Regions from separate parts of the Capsicum annuum genome. Here region 1 is linked to region 2. A link is a contact called in public Hi-C data. All regions are on one chromosome and are shown on one strand. Each heading gives the region's core, a stretch centred on a gene start, on an enhancer-like site or on the middle of the called end of the contact. The rest is flanking DNA. Distances are from core to core; before and after follow the strand shown. Region 1 has its middle 8.2 kb from the start of LOC124888656. Region 2 has its middle 11 kb from the start of LOC107848103.

Evidence for each region. A called contact is a pair of places that touch in the nucleus more often than the background predicts.
Region 1: a contact with region 2 is called in a Hi-C map of leaf, with 3 times the contacts expected there. The contact joins two enhancer-like sites. A contact is called at or near these places in 4 of 5 Hi-C or Micro-C datasets (bud, leaf, pericarp and 1 more).

Annotation. Positions count from the first base shown.
Region 1 is chr11:19,797,835-19,803,118 of UCD10Xv1.1, reverse strand. No RefSeq gene overlaps it. Among protein-coding and RNA genes, the nearest start is that of LOC124888656, 8.2 kb to the left of the region's middle. Within about 2 kb of position 1,533, at least 3 of the 5 cell types and tissues checked have an H3K27ac peak or open chromatin away from gene starts, as enhancers often do. A contact at or near this core is called in leaf and pericarp, where this site is marked.
Region 2 is chr11:19,661,056-19,665,741 of UCD10Xv1.1, reverse strand. No RefSeq gene overlaps it. Among protein-coding and RNA genes, the nearest start is that of LOC107848103, 11 kb to the left of the region's middle. Within about 2 kb of position 2,846, at least 3 of the 5 cell types and tissues checked have an H3K27ac peak or open chromatin away from gene starts, as enhancers often do. A contact at or near this core is called in leaf and pericarp, where this site is marked.

The sequences.
Region 1 (5,284 bases), core at 284-2,783, 140 kb before region 2:
GATATGCTTAAAGATGTGTTCGTCCTGCATTTCAATTGACTATTGTTTTCACTCAATACTGAGCCCCTATTAAAATATTGCAGTTCATTCATGTATCAAGACATCGTCTTAAAAGAATCTTCATAATCTCCATATACTATTTCAAACGTTTGTTTACGCACAATTTGAGCTCTTATTGTACTAGTTGTTAACTTTTACAATCATTTTGTAACAATCCAAACATCCTTGATACTGATTTGTATATTGACAATAATAGATGGTATCAAATAGGAATTATCTTGTTCAAATTGGAATGATTTTCCTAATAACCATCTATGAGATAGTAGTATTTCTCAATCATTTTATCATATGAACATCTAAAGTTGGCACAAGAAGCAACGAAGCAATTTGGTGCACTAAAACTTTTGTTATGCATAAAATATGAGGAAGGGTTGGACTATAATGGTCTATTGTACCCAGTCTTGCCCGACATTTCTTCAAGAGATTGTTTCCACAACTTTAATTCGTGACCTCCTATTCACATGGCTACAACTTTATTTATTACTTCAAAGTTCTCTTTAAGAAAACAAATACATGTAAATGGCTCAAAGTCTTATACAAAGAAATGCCCCGACCTCGGATAAATACTAAATTGGCTAACTACAAAACATATCGTTTAAAAAAAGTTTGCGTTGTAAAAAAAGTTTCAACACATCACAATGCGAACGTTGTCTTTATTTTGAAAGAGAGGAGACATTAGGTCTTTGAATCATTACTTAACAAGAAGATCTAATAATTATGTTTTCAAAATAAATTTTATTCTTTTTTACTCTACATATTTGGTTCACAATATACCAACCACATAGGAAAGTGTTAGTACTAAGATATCAACTGTTTTTTTATACTGTTCTTGTGACAAAAATGTGTTCATACAATGATCCACATTAATCATTCACAAAAGTTTATACTCAGTTCTCTCCTTACAATTTTTACCATCAAATTTTCATTTTAATAGTGTTAATATAATTTTATAAAATCATATACTATACAACTTGACATACACGCGCGTTATTTGAGGAACCTCATCACTATGTGGATATCGTGTTATCTTATTTAGAAAGGAAAAGGTCTGAAGTTTTATACTATGTGACCGTTAGCTAGAGTTTGACCATAGATTTTGGATTAGATTTTAAAAATTTATCTTTAAATATTTATTTGATCCTGAAATTTAATCAAATTTTGAAAAATTGATTTCAAATGTTTTGAAGTTCCCAAAAACTTTCACTTCTAATCACAAAACTTTAAATTTTTTTCAAGTAAAATACATGTCTTAACACAACTTCAAGTTTCATAAATAACAACTTCAACAAACTCAAATTATAATTTTTAAAATCTATGATTAAATGGGAGCTTAACATCACATTTAACAATGAAAATGTAGTTTTTTTGTTACTTTTGATGTTGTCCAATTCCACTATTCAACCTTGCCACTTCTTTTAAGCTGGGCTTGAGCTTTGGTAAGAATGGGCCAAAGAAAACTCCTCTTGCAATGGAGTCCATCTCTTCAATAAAAGTCCATGTACCATTCAACTGTATAGCCACACTCATGTGCTATATCCATGTGCCTGACCCAAGGCAATGGTATCACTATAAATGGTGTGATTGAATGATCAGAATTTCTCTGTTCTTTAATCTGAAGTGTCAAGTGAATGTAGAGTTTCTTGATAGGAAATGGGTATCACCCTAGAGGGCATAATGGTGAATAAACGAATTACTTAGATCAGTAAGTTTCGAGGTATAAAATGTCTATAAAAAGAAAAAATAGATAGCTTACTTGTTTTTTTGAAACAAGATGTCACTAATGTTGATACTAATCCACTCTTAATCAGATATCTGAATTTCAATCCTATTAATGTAGAACTTCTTGATTGGAACTCGGGGAGCGCATATGGTCATGGACCTACTGCGCGTGAATTCAACTAAGTCAGAATAGTAATTTTTGAGTACCTAATATTTTTTTTTAAAAAAGACACAAATGAATTCATTCGTGTGTCTAACTTAACTTGGTCAATTTTACTCCAATCTCTTTCTGATTTTCCACCCGGTATCCGTATTGGGGTCTCATTAATCCGAGTGCACTGCAATACCCATTCTGAGGTACACTCTCAACATGATTTTCTCCATAGTCAAGGTTTGACACCGAGACCTCTCGGGGTGGAACAGTCCCACCGTTGACATCACAAACCATGTTGATATAATTACTTCAATCTCAATTCCACATTATCGATTACCAAATTTTCCTTTTTTTAAAAGATTTTGACAAAAATTGCACTTTCTATGTTAGCATGTTCTCATAGCCCTGTCATATTCCATCAATTTGCTTCATTGAGATAAACCCTTTATCTAGATGATAAATTAATGATGGAAATACCATCTCTCTCAATATTTAGCAAAGTGGATATTGTTTATTCCTTTCTAGTGGACAAGCTACTATTTTGGAGTGTGAATAGCAGTTAAGAATTTGCTACGGAAAATGGTCCTCAACAAATTGCGGACCAAATTTGTACAAATATGATGAGCTACGAGAAAAGATAAAAAATACTAGGCAATTCTTTCAATATGTTTAACCTTGATAGACAGAATTACCTAGTATCAATGGGATTAAAAAAATACTTTTTTTTGTGTGTGAAAGACCCCTAGAAGTCTTCTTCTTACGTTTGAGGCCAATATAACATAGGATTCGTCCATTCATATATACCTAAAGGATTCTTTTTACATAACATAGTGAATGTGGATTACATTTGCTTAATATGTAACTTTTGATTTAAAAAAAACGTAATGATCAAGCAATGGATAATATTTTGAAAGGTTGAAACTTCTCAAGAAAAATGTTGGTTCTTCAATTCTTTTGGAGACCAATTTAATTTATTTTTTTGAAAAAGGTTTATATACCTCAATACACAATTATGATAATTATTATGTCTTAATACCAAACAAGTAGAGACCGGTTGTAGCAAAGATGGAAATGGAAATTTTATGAAGGGTGTTAAAATATAATATAAAAAATGTAAATATACGAAAAAACTAAGGAAATTCTGCACATAAAAATTTACGTAATTCTTTTTACACACACAATGTAATTTTTCAAGAAAAGGGTTCAACAACACCCTTTTGATGCATGTGACTAGATTGTTGGCTATATGAATCCTCAATAACCACGTTTCACCATTTAAATTCATCTAAAGTCAATACTATACAAAATAAAAATATAATATACTAGCTAGAAGCTCTCAATATAAAATTTCACACGTATGAAATTAAATATACCACTATTATACTGTATTAAATAACTAACTTTTGTGTGTAGTTTATTGGGTAGATTTCTCAACAACCCATAAAAAGAAGATAGAGAAAAATATGATAAGTAATTCTTGTACAAGGTGGTTGTCAGTGTTATAAATGTGCTATTGAAGGTTCAATGGCCCATATGATACTGTGGTCCAGATAGTTTTAGTACATAACAAAGCCCCTACTTAAATCCTTAAATTAAGTGTAAACAACATAAATCCCCTAACTTAAGAAAGTAATTACACAAAATTTCCTCTTATTTTCTTTCTTTCGAATTTTGATAAATATACTCATACATTAGGCCAAACATTATACATTGGTGGAATGTATAATGAAACAGTTATTCCTAAATTTAAGGTAATTGAAATCAGTAATTATATCACCGTTCCTTAATTAATGGCAATAATTAGCTAACATTAACTCATTTATGGATAAAGCTAGTAACTGAAATTTGAATTTCAAAAAAAAAAAAAAATACAAGTCAAATTTTATTTTGTCTAATATTTGATTGAAGATCTAGAAATCAAAAAAACTCTATTGCTTCAAAAAATTTCTTCTAAAAAAATTCCAAAAAACAACAAAATTCTTCTACATACATTCTTCAAAAATTCAAAAAGCAACATGAATAGCCTAATATTGCTGCGACATTCTGAAATTCGGGTGTCAGAAACTAGTTATAAGTCATACAAAAGTGACACAATAATTGTTTCAGAAAGTATTACTTTCTTGAAATTGATTTTTACGATAGCCATGGAGTTGGATATAAACGAAGTGCGTAAAAAAATTGAAGTGAAATATGTGGTTGAAGGAAACTCTTCTCCAATTGTAATAAGAAACGACAATGGAGTGAGGGTTTACGTTGAGTTAAAGAAACAACTTGCTGGTTTGGTTAATTTTCCGCTTTGTATTTCAACTTGCGACAAAGCCAATAGTGAAATAGAGTTTGATAAAGCAACTGGTTCTGTAATGTGTATTAAGAGTAGTGAATATGATTCGGTTGCGTTAACAGTTGTTGAAACGGATAATCAGTATGCACTATATGTGCCTGAAATGGAAGATAAAAACTTCAATACTGATTCCAAGAACACTGAAATAATGGAGAGTCAGATATACAATGATAAGAAAACACTTGTTTCAGTAATGGCAAGACACGCAATAGCGAATGGATTCAACACAAAAGCGAAACGACCCGACAAAAAAAGGTATGATATCAATTGTATATCCTGATCTTATAACATATTGATTTTTTTTATGTTAAGAAGTTTATGTTGTGTATTTTTGTGAACTGTTGATATGTAATGCTTATATACGAATGTATAATATGATAATTTATGTGTTGCGTAATGTATAATTAAATCGTGCCAGACAGAGAAATGTATGATGCATTGGTTTAAAAGATTGTGAATTTGTTTGTCTGTTATTACTGATTTTTTAAGTAATAATTTTGAATGTATAATTTTAATTATACATTCAGAGATATGTATAATATAATTGGGGCAGTGAAAGTTTTTGTTTTTTTGTTCTTACTATTTTAATTTTTAATATTTCTGTTTTATGCATTGATTAAGTTTTTATTTGTTGATGCAGATATGTATTGATAACATGAATACATACTTTCTGAAATTTAATTCTTTCATTAATGTGTTTTATGAATTATTATTTTCTTATTTAAAAAAACGTATGTATCAAGTATATTATACATTCAGAGATATGTATAATATAACTGGGCAGTTGTTGGAATAAATTTATTTTCTTTCTATTTTCAAGATTAATACTTTTATTTAACACAATGACTAAGTCTTTATATTATGATGAAGCTATGTGCTGATTTGTCGTAACGAAGATTGCAAGCGGGTCATGAAGGCCTCTTGTATGAATGAATCAGAATTGTTTGTGATTAAAACATTTGTTTTGGAGCATAGTTGTAGTCTTAGGGACCGAGTGCTGAATAATGTGG
Region 2 (4,686 bases), core at 1,597-4,096:
TAAAAAAAACATACTAAATAATTGAAGATGGAGAGAGTATCGTATAAAATAGAGTAGTAATACACAGAGGCGGAACCAAAATTTTACGCGCGGGCTCCGCCCTTGGTAATACATAGGAATAGTTATTATGGGGCCTTTAGTATGTTGGGGCTTGAAGCAGTAGTTTCAATGACTTTATCATTGAGCCGAACCTGATTGCTTTTAAACTTCTTGGATGGATTCCTTATGTTTGATCCATCTCAATCCCTAGTGACAGGAATTTAGCTCTAATCTAATCAAGGAGTTCACCTTGATGGTTGCTTACAAAAGGTGTAGATAAAAATCCTTAGAGGACGTAGCTGATACGAGCGGACTTTATTTGTAGAATTATACTGCATATATCATTTTTGTGGTTCTACTAGGCCCGACACATGCACTGTTTCTTCAATCTTGTCCACTTTTTTAACTCCCCTCTATTAAAATATCAAAAAAGTAGGCGAGCTAGTATTTTATAATTCGTGTTTGATCTCTTCTATCGTTGCCTAATTCGTTGTCACCTATGTTGGGAAAAGGTTTGATACCTCTGTAGAGAATTAAAAAAAAGGGCCAAAGAATCTTACTCCTAACCGTGCTTTTCGAAGCCATTTCACTACTTGACCATTTTGGCGAAATAAAATTTTAGAAATCTTGAATGTCATGGAGGATGCGAAGCGTCAACTAGTGATGGAACCAACATTTTAATTAAGGGGTTCAAAATAAAAAAATATGAACAAAAGAACTAGTTAAAGAAGATTCAACGTCTGTTATGTGTACATGAAAAATAATTTTAAATTTGTACAAAATAGTATAATTTTTCGACGATTCGAACCCCTCACTATTAGCTAACTCCTGACGTCAATCCCTATATTTTTTTGTTCTTGTTGAATTTGTCCTTAGGTTGACTCATATTATCCCAACTCTTTCAATTTGTATAATTTACCCCTCCACCCCAATCTGAGTTAGTATGCCCCCTCGATGTCCTATTAACCATCAATTTAATTCCGATTGGCACTAAAATTAGTGGGATTTTACAATAATATGGTATAATTTTACCTAAGAACTACGTGATTTAGGCTATTATATAATGTAAATATATGAAAACACGTGATTAGTGTATGGTCCAAAATATCTTCAAACACAGTGCTCCCCCAAAGTCCAAAGATTGTACTAACGGTGAGAGAATAAAGTGATTTAGGATGCTAATAATGAGCATATATGAAAACATGTGATTAGTGTAAGATCCAAAATATTTTCAAACACAACGCTTGACTAGAGTTTGACTATAGAAATTATTTATTTATTTATTTTTAAAGTAACTTTTATTCAGTATTTGATCATAAAAATCTCAAATTAAATTTGAAGCTGCATTTCAAATTTAAAATGTAGCTTATAACCTGTCTCTATTTCACTTATCATTTTTAAAACTATATTGAAACATAAACATCAATTAAAATAATTTTTTTAAAAAAATATAATTAAACATAATTTTATTTTCAACTCGAATTTTGATTTGTTGCAATTTTTGTGGGAGCGAATTAATGGAGCCAAAAGAACAGAGATATGGAAATTTTTTAGGGATGTCATATTCTTCGGACATCTTCACATGTGATTATTTTTTTCGCCGCATTTGTCGTTCGTCTTACTTGTCCTACTTCTCTTCTTATTCTATTTTATATTTACTTTACTAAAAATATAAATTATGTGATGTGAAAGATCAGAAGGAATAATTTTGTAAGAAATAAAAAGTTAAAACCAAAAAATTAATGAATCTTATCTTTGATTCGCTCCACATATAAAATTATAGTGGAAATGTTGTTATTATTGTTATTATTATTATTATATTTTTACCTTCAATACTATAAGTAAAGTTTAAATAATTTATCGTCTAGCTATCTTATAAGAAAATAATATAGGTAATATGATATGGCGAATGTCGAGTGTAATTAAGTTATGGTTTGAAAAGTGATAGTTTAGGCGTGATTTGATCACTAACTCAAAATAATAACATGTTCAGCAGATGTAGCGTACAAGTTCTGGTTTGTATTAAGACAGTAATTTTGGTTCAATGTATAAATAAATAAATAATTAACTATGTAATATAATCTAAATAGATCCTTATAATTCGACACTCTACCCGACTCTACACATAACAAAAGTTTTAGAGCTCGAATTGCCCTTTTAACTTAGTCAACATAAGTTGCATTGAAATCTCAAACTCGAACTCATAAAGTTTGATATTTTTTTTTAAATTAAAGGATTGTAATACTATCATTGGCAACAGATAGGAATTTGGCAAGTCACAAGCCCATAATAGAGGCCCTATATCTTCGTTCCTGGATTGATTTACTCAAAATATCCCCTTTTTACATAATTATACAGATTTTGTCCCTGATTTTAAAAGTTGGGTAAGTATACTTCTTCAAAATTTACCCTTCTTGATAAGATTACACTTGCTTCTAATGTTTTCTCATACAATTTTCAATCATATAGATAAAATAGTAGATCATTGTCTGACGACGTCTGAATATAAAATAGTAGATCATTGTCTGACGACGTCTGAATAACTTATAAAATCTAAAGTAATTATTTAACGTTCTCTAATAAGATTTTCAATTAGTTCAAACAAGATCTTTAGACTATGATCTCATATGATAGGTCTATATAAGTTAAACAAAATAAATAAATAAATAAAGGATCGTTTACCAAACAACTGTTCGAAAAAGGGATAATTGATGAAAAGTTTTGCTTTTCATGCTATATAAGGACTAAGCCTTCAGGACTATCAGAGCCCATAAGAGAATTTCACTGGGCTAATGCAATATGAACATTTATTTTTAGTGTATGCTTCTTCACTACTTGTACAAACTTTATACAGCTAAGCTGTATTGAGGGATCATTTCGCCATGCTTTATTAAGTTTGATGAAATTTATTTTATGAAGGAAGACAGTTTGCATCAAAATTATCTTTAACTTTTGATTCACGAAATAAATAACTTCCCATAGCAAAAATACTTAAGATTTATGGTGTTATCGAAAACTAGAATTGTATTTTTGAAAGCACATAACACATCCTTTTCAATTGTTTAGTTTTGTGCTAATGATCCAAGATATTCCAATTTGCATTTCTGAAAATGTAATAACTTATCTTATTGTAGAGAATAGCAAATTTGAAACCTATCAGCTAGCGTTCGATAAACATTTTGTTTTATGCATATTTCTCTTTATCGCTACCTAGATCTAAACAAGATTACTTAAACAACATTAAGAAAATAACATAAACATACGCCCTAACTTATATTTATACAAACCCCTACCATTACAAAGTAATTATAAAAATTCAACTAATTATGTACCTTCATTGGATGTATCGGGAGCTAATTATGTATCTCGACAAACCCAAAACCAAAAAAATGTATCGGAAGCTGATTATGTATCTTTGCACCGGAAAAATTGGATCTTTATTGTATGTATTATGTATCTCAACAGATCCAGGATCGAAAAAAATGTATCAAAAGTTAATTATGTATCTTTACAAAGGAAAAAATGTATCTTCGTTGGATATATCAGGAGCTAATTATGTATATCGACACATTCAAAATTGAAATTTACATTAATTGTGTAAAATATCAGGATTTTCTGTAATTAAGTTCCAAATTGTCGGAATTTACTTCCTCCGTTCATTTTTACTTGTCATATTTTCACTTGACACACTCATTAATAAAATGACTATTTTACCATAGTACCTCTGTTTAATTATATTTACATTGTGTCTTGAAATTAATTTGAAGAAAAATTAATTAATGCTAAGAGTAAAATAGGATATCGAATCAACCATTATCTTATCAGTTGGCTATCAGATTAGTACATTTAAAAATCAATAACCAACAAGCCAAACCGATAAGCATAATTATCTGCCCAATCCATCGATAAGCAATCTAACCAAAATCTTTTAATCTTGTGATCTTAAAAATGTCATGTAAAAAATCAAAATTAAGGAGTTCCCAAGAAAGGAAGGAGACATTCTCTACAACGAACGAACAGAAAAAAAAAGATTTGAAATTGATCCATAGTTAAAATGTTTAAAAATATTTCAAAATTATTAAACTACCTTTAACTAATATAATATAACAAATCAAACAAAAATTTAGAGTAACAAAAAAAATTACAAATGGACTCGAGCTTAGCACGGACCAATAGCACAGATTATAGGATACAAATTGGAGGAAATAACTCTCTACAAGTGTGTTGGTCCAACATGGAGCCTTGAATTTGTTGGGTCCATGTAACTGCTTATAGTTTGGGCCTACACAAATAGCTGTTCGAACAAGGTTAGAACTCCTATTCAAAAAATATCCAACTTTACAAACTGACTCTAAACAGTTTTTAACGTTTAATCGCTTTTGTTTGGCGTAAAGTATGAAGGTATAGTAGTTTCGAAATGATATACGATTATTTTATCTTGTATTTGATTGAAGATATTAGTCAACTTTGAGATTATTTATTCTATTATTTATATAAGGGATTACTTGTTTCTAACCAAACATCATTCCACCAATAATGATGAAAAGTAAGTTATATATACTTTGTAAAACCAATACGTGTAACTAATATTTCAAACTAAGAGAGAGTGTTTGAATTGACTTATTTCAATTGCTTTTAGTTTTTTAT